2 separate regions of the Triticum aestivum genome follow, and region 1 is linked to region 2. Evidence: chromatin contacts called from public Hi-C data. All regions are on one chromosome and are shown on one strand. The core of a region is the stretch at or near the end of the contact, and the rest is flanking DNA. Distances in the headings are between cores, read along the strand shown.

Evidence for each region. Hi-C and Micro-C count contacts between places; a contact is called where the count stands out from the background.
Region 1: a Hi-C map of leaf shows a contact between it and region 2, with 3 times the contacts expected there. The contact joins the promoter of LOC123180995 here to the enhancer-like site in region 2. A contact is called at or near these places in 4 of 5 Hi-C or Micro-C datasets (leaf and root).

Annotation. Positions count from the first base shown.
Region 1 is chr1D:205,986,629-205,990,611 of IWGSC CS RefSeq v2.1, forward strand. LOC123180995 (probable leucine-rich repeat receptor-like protein kinase At1g35710) reads left to right here and starts at 1,646. Exons shown (of 2, transcript XM_044593200.1): 1 at 1,646-3,983. The coding sequence starts at 1,851.
Region 2 is chr1D:205,875,824-205,879,729 of IWGSC CS RefSeq v2.1, forward strand. No RefSeq gene overlaps it. Among protein-coding and RNA genes, the nearest start is that of LOC123180995, 110 kb to the right of the region's middle. Within about 2 kb of position 1,893, at least 7 of the 8 cell types and tissues checked have an H3K27ac peak or open chromatin away from gene starts, as enhancers often do. A contact at or near this core is called in leaf and root, where this site is marked.

The DNA of each region.
Region 1 (3,983 bases), core at 396-2,895, 110 kb after region 2:
TCAGACCATCGGCATTTCTAATCATTGGATCGCCACTTGTAGTTGTTTTTGGCCGTCAGATTCATTGTTAGTCCCACCTAAATCTCGTCTGCAGGCTAACTCGCGCGTTAGACTCAAGCGTTAGGCTGCGCTGGCCTTTTCGGGCCGCTGCTCCGGTGGCTTTTTTGGGTGTCTTACGTTCAGTTGGGTCTACTGGCCTACTGGGCATGTACTGCCCTACTCTGTTCCGATTGCGCCACGTGACATGGCCTCGGATTGCATCGGCGGCTGCATTAGGTTTGCATCGGCGGCGTGTTATCTTCAAGATGGGGTAGAACCTGTACAGTATTTGTCTAGTACACCGTATATTACAAAAGGCATATAATGTGCAAAAAACCGAAAAAACGAAGAATCCCAAGATCTGAAAAAAGATAAAACGAAACAAAAAGAATACTAAAAAACGAAAACAACCGAACAAGGCCAGCACGTGTCTGAAGCTGTAAGTATACAAAGTTATTTGCCTCGATTTATACATGGTGAATGGCGTGGAGCCATAGGACAGAGGGAGATCAAAAGGGCAACGTAGCGGCAGTTAACAGCGACAGACCGTGCACCGTTATAATTGACGGAAATTGTACCAAAACGTGCTGTTAGTTAAGTTAGTGTACCATTTTTCTGGGTTTTTTTAGTTTTTGTATGATTTAGTTATTTCCCTACAAGTTATTGTACTGCACATGTAATTAACTCAATCCAAAATAAGGCTGGCACCATCGCCTTGTTTTTTCGTTTCTTTATTTCTCTGTCCCACTGACGACTGGGACCCACATAGGACAGAGGGAGATCAAAAGGGCAACGTAGCGGCAGTTAAGAGCGACAGACCGTGCACCGTTATAATTGACGAAAATTGTACCAAAACGTGCTGTTAGTTAAGTTAGTGTACCATTTTTCTGAGGTTTTTTTAGTTTTTGTATGATTTTGTTATTTCCCTACAAGTTATTGTACTGTAATTAACTCAATCCAAAATAAGGCTGGCACCATCGCCTTGTTTTTTCGTTTCTTTATTTCTCTGTCTCACTGACGACTGGGACCCACATAGGACAGAGGGAGATCAAAAGGGCAACGTAGCAGCAGTTAAGAGCGACGGACCGTGCACCGTTATAATTGACGGAAATTGTACCAAAACATGCTGTTAGTTAAGTTAGTGTACCATTTTTCTGTGGTTTTTTAGTTTTTGTATGATTTAGTTATTTCCCTACAAGTTATTGTACTACAAGTTTGGAGTGCAGCTACTGAAAACTGAACCCGCGGCATGGATGAGGCACGGACGGACGGACAGGGTGGCGAAAGGAGGAACCCCCGGCGGTTGTCACCGTCCGGCAGCAGCTCACGGTCCAACTTCTAAATTTGCGGCTAATGAATCCAGACCGGCTTGGAATGGACCGCGATCACGATGGATCAATCAACTATTCTGGTAAGAGGAATGGAATCGTCCACCATGATATGCCGGGCCATCTTATTCAAGTCAAAGCACTGCATTTTTACATCGAACAAAAAAAAAGAGGTCAAAGCACGGCAAGCCGCTGGTATCATGGACAAGCAAAGCACAGGCTGTCGGCCCTGAAACCCTCCTTTCTCGCCGCTGGAATTCCGGTACGCGACGACGATGCCTCCAAGTCGCCGTACCCCGCTTCCCCACACACACTCGCACCGCACCGCACCACCCAACCACACACATGGACGCCGTACTAGTAGCAGTACTTGTCTACTCGAGTCAACCCGCGTCCCACTGACCAGCCGCGCCGCGAGCTGAAATCCCCCCTCCTCTCGCCGGAGGTCCCTCCCCGTCTGCCATACCGACGGCGCGCCAGCCAATGCCGACGCCAGGCGCACGAGCCCTCATCCTCCTCCCGCTCCTCGTCGTCCTCCTGCTCTCCGCCGGCGCCGCCAATGCCGCGACGGAGGCCGAGGCGCTGCTGGCCTGGAAGGCCAGCCTCGACCGCCCGCTCCCGGACGCGCTCGCCACCTGGGCCAAGCCCGCGGGCCTCTGCTCCTCCTGGAAGGGCGTGTCCTGCGACGCCGCCGGCCGCGTCGACTCGCTCGCGCTCCGGGGGCTCGGCCTCGCCGGCACGCTCGACAAGCTCGACGCCGCGGCGCTCCCGGCCCTCGCCGCGCTCGACCTCAACGGGAACAACTTCATCGGCGCCATCCCGCCGGGCCTCTCGCGCCTGCGCTCCCTCGCCAGGCTCGACCTCGGCAGCAACAGCTTCAACGGCTCCATCCCGCCGCAGCTCGCCGACCTCTCCGGCCTCGTCGAGCTCCGCCTCTACAACAACAACCTCGCCGAAGCCATCCCCCACCAGCTAAGCAGGCTCCCCAGGATCCAGCATTTCGATCTGGGATCCAACTTCCTCACCGACCCGGACTACCGCAAGTTATCGCCGATGCCCACCGTCACCTTCATGTCGCTCTACCTCAACTACCTCACCGGCGGCTTCCCGGAGTTCATCCTCAAGAGCGCCAACGTCACCTACCTCGACCTGTCGCAGAACAATTTCTCCGGGCCGATACCGGGCTCCCTGGCCGAGAAGCTCCCCAACCTCATGTACCTCAACCTGTCCATCAATGCTTTCTCCGGGCGGATACCGCCGTCGCTGTCGAAGCTGAGGAATCTCCGGGACCTGCGGGTTTTAAACAATAATCTGACCGGAGGAGTCCCCGATTTCCTTGGGTCCATTTCCCAGCTGAGAGTTCTTGAACTCGGGATCAACCCGCTCGGCGGGCCGATCCCGCCGGCTCTTGGCCGGCTCCAAATGCTGCAACGCCTTGACCTCAAGAGCGCCGGGTTGAATTCCACTATTCCACCGCAGCTGGGCAACCTTAGCAATCTCAATTTGATGGAGCTGTCCATGAACCAGCTCACGGGTGTCCTGCCGCCGGCGTTCGCCAGGATGCGCAAAATGCGGGAGTTTGGCATATCGTCAAACAAACTCGCCGGTCAGGTTCCGGCAGATTTGTTCACGAACTGGCCAGAGCTTATATCATTCCAAGGGCAGAACAACTCGTTCACTGGGAAGGTTCCGCCGGAGCTCGGCAAGGCAACCAAGTTGGATATCTTGTATCTCTTCAGCAACAACCTTACAGGCTCTATCCCAGCAGAGCTCGGCGAGCTGGTGAGCCTGAGTCAGTTGGATTTGTCGGTGAACTCTCTCACGGGGCCGATCCCCAGCTCGTTCGGTAAGCTCACGAAGCTCAAGAGGCTGGCGCTCTTCTTCAACAAGTTTACCGGCACGATCCCGCTGGAGATTGGCAACATGACGGCGTTGGAAGTCTTGGACGTCAACACCAACAATTTGGAAGGCGAGCTGCCCGCCACCATTACATCGCTCAGAAATCTTCAATACCTTGCCCTGTTCGACAACAACTTCAGTGGTACCATACCACCGGACCTCGGGAAGGGGCTGAGCTTGACCGACGCAAGCTTTGCGAACAACAGCTTCTCCGGCGAACTGCCGCAGAGACTATGTGATGGCCTCGTGCTGCAGAACTTCACGGCGAACCACAACAACTTCAGCGGCACGCTACCACCGTGCCTCAAGAACTGCACAAATCTGTTCCGGGTGCGGTTGGAAGGGAACCACTTCACCGGAGACATCTCAGAGGCGTTCGGTGTCCACCCCAGATTGGACTACCTGGACGTCTCTGGGAGCGAACTGACCGGCCGGCTCTCTTCCGATTGGGGAAAATGCACCAACATCACCCGCCTGCACATGGACGGCAATGGTTTATCGGGTGGCATTCCAGCGGCGTTTGGGAGCATGGCAAGCTTGCAGGACCTCAGCTTGGCTGAGAATAATCTCACAGGAAGTGTTCCACCTGAGCTGGGCCAGCTCAGCCTCTTATTCAGTCTCAATCTTAGCCATAATGCCCTCTCGGGGTCAATTCCGGCAAATTTGGGCAACAATTCCAAGTTACAGGCAGTCGATTTGTCTGGGAACTCGCTTACG
Region 2 (3,906 bases), core at 643-3,142:
AGAATTTGAAAACTTTCGTGTTTTCAAAATTTGTTCTCAAATTAAAAAAAAGTCCTGCGGATTTAAAAAATGTTCAATTTTTTTATTCACAAACATAAAAAATGGTTCGGAATTTCTAATAATGTTACAGCTTTCGAAATTTGTTCGTAAATTCAAAAATTGTTCATGTTTACAAAAAAATTTATGGAATTTTGAAAAAAAAATCGAGTTTGGATTAATTGTTCGTAATTTTAAGAAATGTTCTCGTTTTCAATTTTAGTTCCTGTTTTTCAAAATTTGTTTGTGTTTTTTTACAAAATTGTTTGTAATTTCATAAAATGTTCTGCTTGCAATTTCTTTCCTTTTTTGGAAGAAAATATGTTGAGAATCCCAAATAATTTTTCGGAAAAACTAATGCCCACACGTGTGTGCGTTTGCACATCGCCCACACGCCTTCATCACCACTCATTTTGCCACGTATGAATAAATGACATCAGCAGAAATCTTTTTGGTTTTGGCTTAAAAATATTTTATCTCCTAATTAAAAAAGCGAATTAAAAATCCGTTTTCACCATTAAATCCGTCTCGACGGGATCTTCAAAACTAGCCCCCATGTTGATATGTTTCGACGAAAAAAAAATTTGCCCAAAAGTTGCCATGATATTTACACTGTAGTTGCCATAGTGCTTAAACTAAAGTTGCCATGTGGCAATTTTAGTTTGTAGATCATGGCAATTTTAGTTTTTCGATGATGGCAATTCCAGTACTTTGATCATGAAAATATTTTTTCGTATGAACCATGGCAATTTTAAGTGCATGTATCATGAAAATTTTAATTTATGGTGCATGGCAAGTCTAGTTTCTTAATTTCCCGTTTTATAATATGTCAAAATTTAGTTTTAAATATAGAAGAAAATAGCTAAAACATATCATGGCAACTTCAGTGTAAACATGATGGCAATTCATGTGCAATAGACACGGCAACTTTTAACCCAAAAAAATTCGTCGAAATAGATATGAGATCTAGTTTCGAAGATCTCGTCGCGAGGGATTTAATGGTGAAAACGGATCTTTAATCGGACTTTTCATTTAGGAGATAAAACATTTTAAAAACAGAAAAACCAAAAAGATTTTCACATGCATGCATGCGGTGACATGGCATAGTCTGTGTGCTATAGAGCGTGTGGGCGGGTTTGGCTTCCACCACACGTGTGGGCGTTAGCGTTGTCCTAATTTTTCTATTTTCCTGAAATGTTTGAGGTTTTAAAAAATTGTTCAAAATATGAAAAACTTTCTCATTTCAAAAAATATTTACCTTTTTCACCAAGAAAATCCAGTTCGATATTTCAAAAAAGCTTAAATCGGTTGCAGCTTATAGTTAATATACAGCGGGCTGCAATTTTTGACACAAATTTCCAAGAATTATAGTGGCTACCGACCTAGTAGTTCCCTAACAGGAGGTGCTCGTTTCGATCCTCCGAGTGGTACTTTAGTCTTTGGTATATTTGAGCAAGTGTTAAGTTTTTATCGTCATCGTTTTCTTTTTATAGATTTGTGGCGCCCATGAAGCACGAGAGCAAGCTGGTCATAGCGGCTAGCTCAGCTCCCGCAACACTATGAAATCACAGGTTTGAATCCCAGCTCAAGCGCGTTCCTTTTTTCACGTTTTTACCTCGCGAAAGCCAAATGGGCCAGCCTAGTTGAGCCACCCCTGTGCAAAACGTCGACTCTTCAACACAAAGAGCGTCACATAGGAGCTCCCCTTCGGCGCTTAACACGCCGCCCAGAGCTAGCCAAACGGGTCGGCCCGGCCTATCTTAATCATGCTTGGCACGGCACGATTATTAGCCGGGACCATGTGCTGCCCCCTCCAGCCCAGGCACGGTCCAGGAGCTATGCGGGCCGGCCCAACGGCACGCCAGGCACGCTGGCCTGCTAGGTTGTTGGCCTGATAGGTTGTTATTTGGGCCGATTTCGGCTTGTTGGGTTGTTTCTTATGCCATATATATATATATTATGAAAAAAATACTGAACCAACACATCTATAATATAACATGATTCAATAGAGGGATTAAAAAATACGACTGTATGTGCCCTGGACAAAAAAACAAATAGTTCAACATATATTTATGTCGCAGTAAGCTGAAATGCTTATTATTTTTGCCGAGAACACATAGATGCATATTTTGACAATCCCTCCGTTGGATCATCTTATTACATTAAAGAGATGCTCCCATATTTATTTCATATTTTTGATAACTTTTAAATCGTTAAAAGTTTAGTGACCCTTAACTAGTTCTGTGGCAAGCTATGGTAGACATAGTTTTACCTATCTAAATAAAAAATAAAAAATGTAAGCGGGCCATCTGTGCCGGCCCACGTGCCCAGCATTCAGGCACAGGAATGGCCCAAGGTGTGCTGCGTGCCTGACACGACTCGATTAGAGCGTGCCGGGCCTGGCCCATCACGTGTCATGCCAGTGTGCTCGCGGGCCTGCATGCCAGGCCCAGCCCGTTTGGCCAGCTTTGACGCCGCCTTGCACAACAACGTATATATGGGCCTAGCCCAAATGACCTCACGCCAGTAACGCTCGCTCGACTCCCACTCGCTTGGCATCGTTCGTATCTAGCTACAAGTGGTATGTGTTCTTAGAGAAAAATTAGCCTATTTATTATTATTATTTTTAAATCTGGTGAAATCATATATGTTATTGGATTTAGAACAATATGCTCGCAAATTTGAAAAAAATATGTCATCGCATTAAAATATCACAAATGCAAAGATGTTCACGAATTTGAAAAATTATGCATTGTATTGGAAAAAGCTCACAAAATTTGGAAAAATCCAGAAACTGAAAACAAATTGCGAATCAGCAAAAGTTCCTGAATTCTAAAAGTTTGTATATTTAAAAAATCATGAAAAAGTTAAATTTTAAAGGAACAAGAACATCAAAGAGAAAAATAGGAAAAATCAAAAAATAAACTAGAAAAAAGCTGAAAGGAAACAAAAAAGCATCCAAAAATTTCTAGATGGTTCCTAAAACCAGTGGAAGGACCTACATAGTGCATTCCAATGGACCTGCATATGTTCAAGGACACGTCTCGGGAATGGCAGGCTGCTCCCTAGTGCTCCCGAGCGTCCGGCCCGAAAAGTAAATTTCTACCCTCTAAATATAAAAGGAAATAACTTGTCCCTTTTAATCTATATAAGAAAAACTGTAATGCATATTAGGGAAAGTACCATGTTTGGTGCAACTGTCTAGCAATCTATGTACAACTATCTGGCAGTTGATGTATAACTTCCCCCCTACGCGTGGATGAGATGGCACCTCCACCCCTAACTACCCTCTAACAGCGAGATGTGCAACTTTGTCTATTACTCAAGCCAAGTGCGTAGTAGTTGATGTGCAACTTTTCCCCTGCTCGTGGATGTGCAGCTTTCATTGTTTCCCGCCTCCGCCAACTGCCTAGCAGTGGATGTGCAACATCGGATGTTACCCCGGTGAACTGTCTAGCAGTGATGTGCAACTTTCCCCGTACCCCTTGTGGATGTGTAGTTTTCACTGCTGGCACCCGTCCGAACCACCCCTGCTAGTGAGATGTGGAACTTCAGCGCCCCGTCTATATGCAACTTTTGAGTACCTGCATGCATATGCAGTTTTCACTATCGAACTATCACTGCGAGTGAGATGGCTAATTTCGCCTATTGCTCCAGCCAACTGTCCAGTAGAGTATGTGCAATTTAGTTTGTTGGCCCCACCAACTGAAACTACACATCCACAAGTAGGAAGGGAAAGGAATTGCACATCGAGTACTAGACAATTGGCCAGAATAACAAACTAAGTTGCACATATCGCTGGTAGGGTAGGTGGGGCTGGATGTGACAGTTGTGAAAAATTACACATCCATGAGTTGGGAAGGGGGTTGC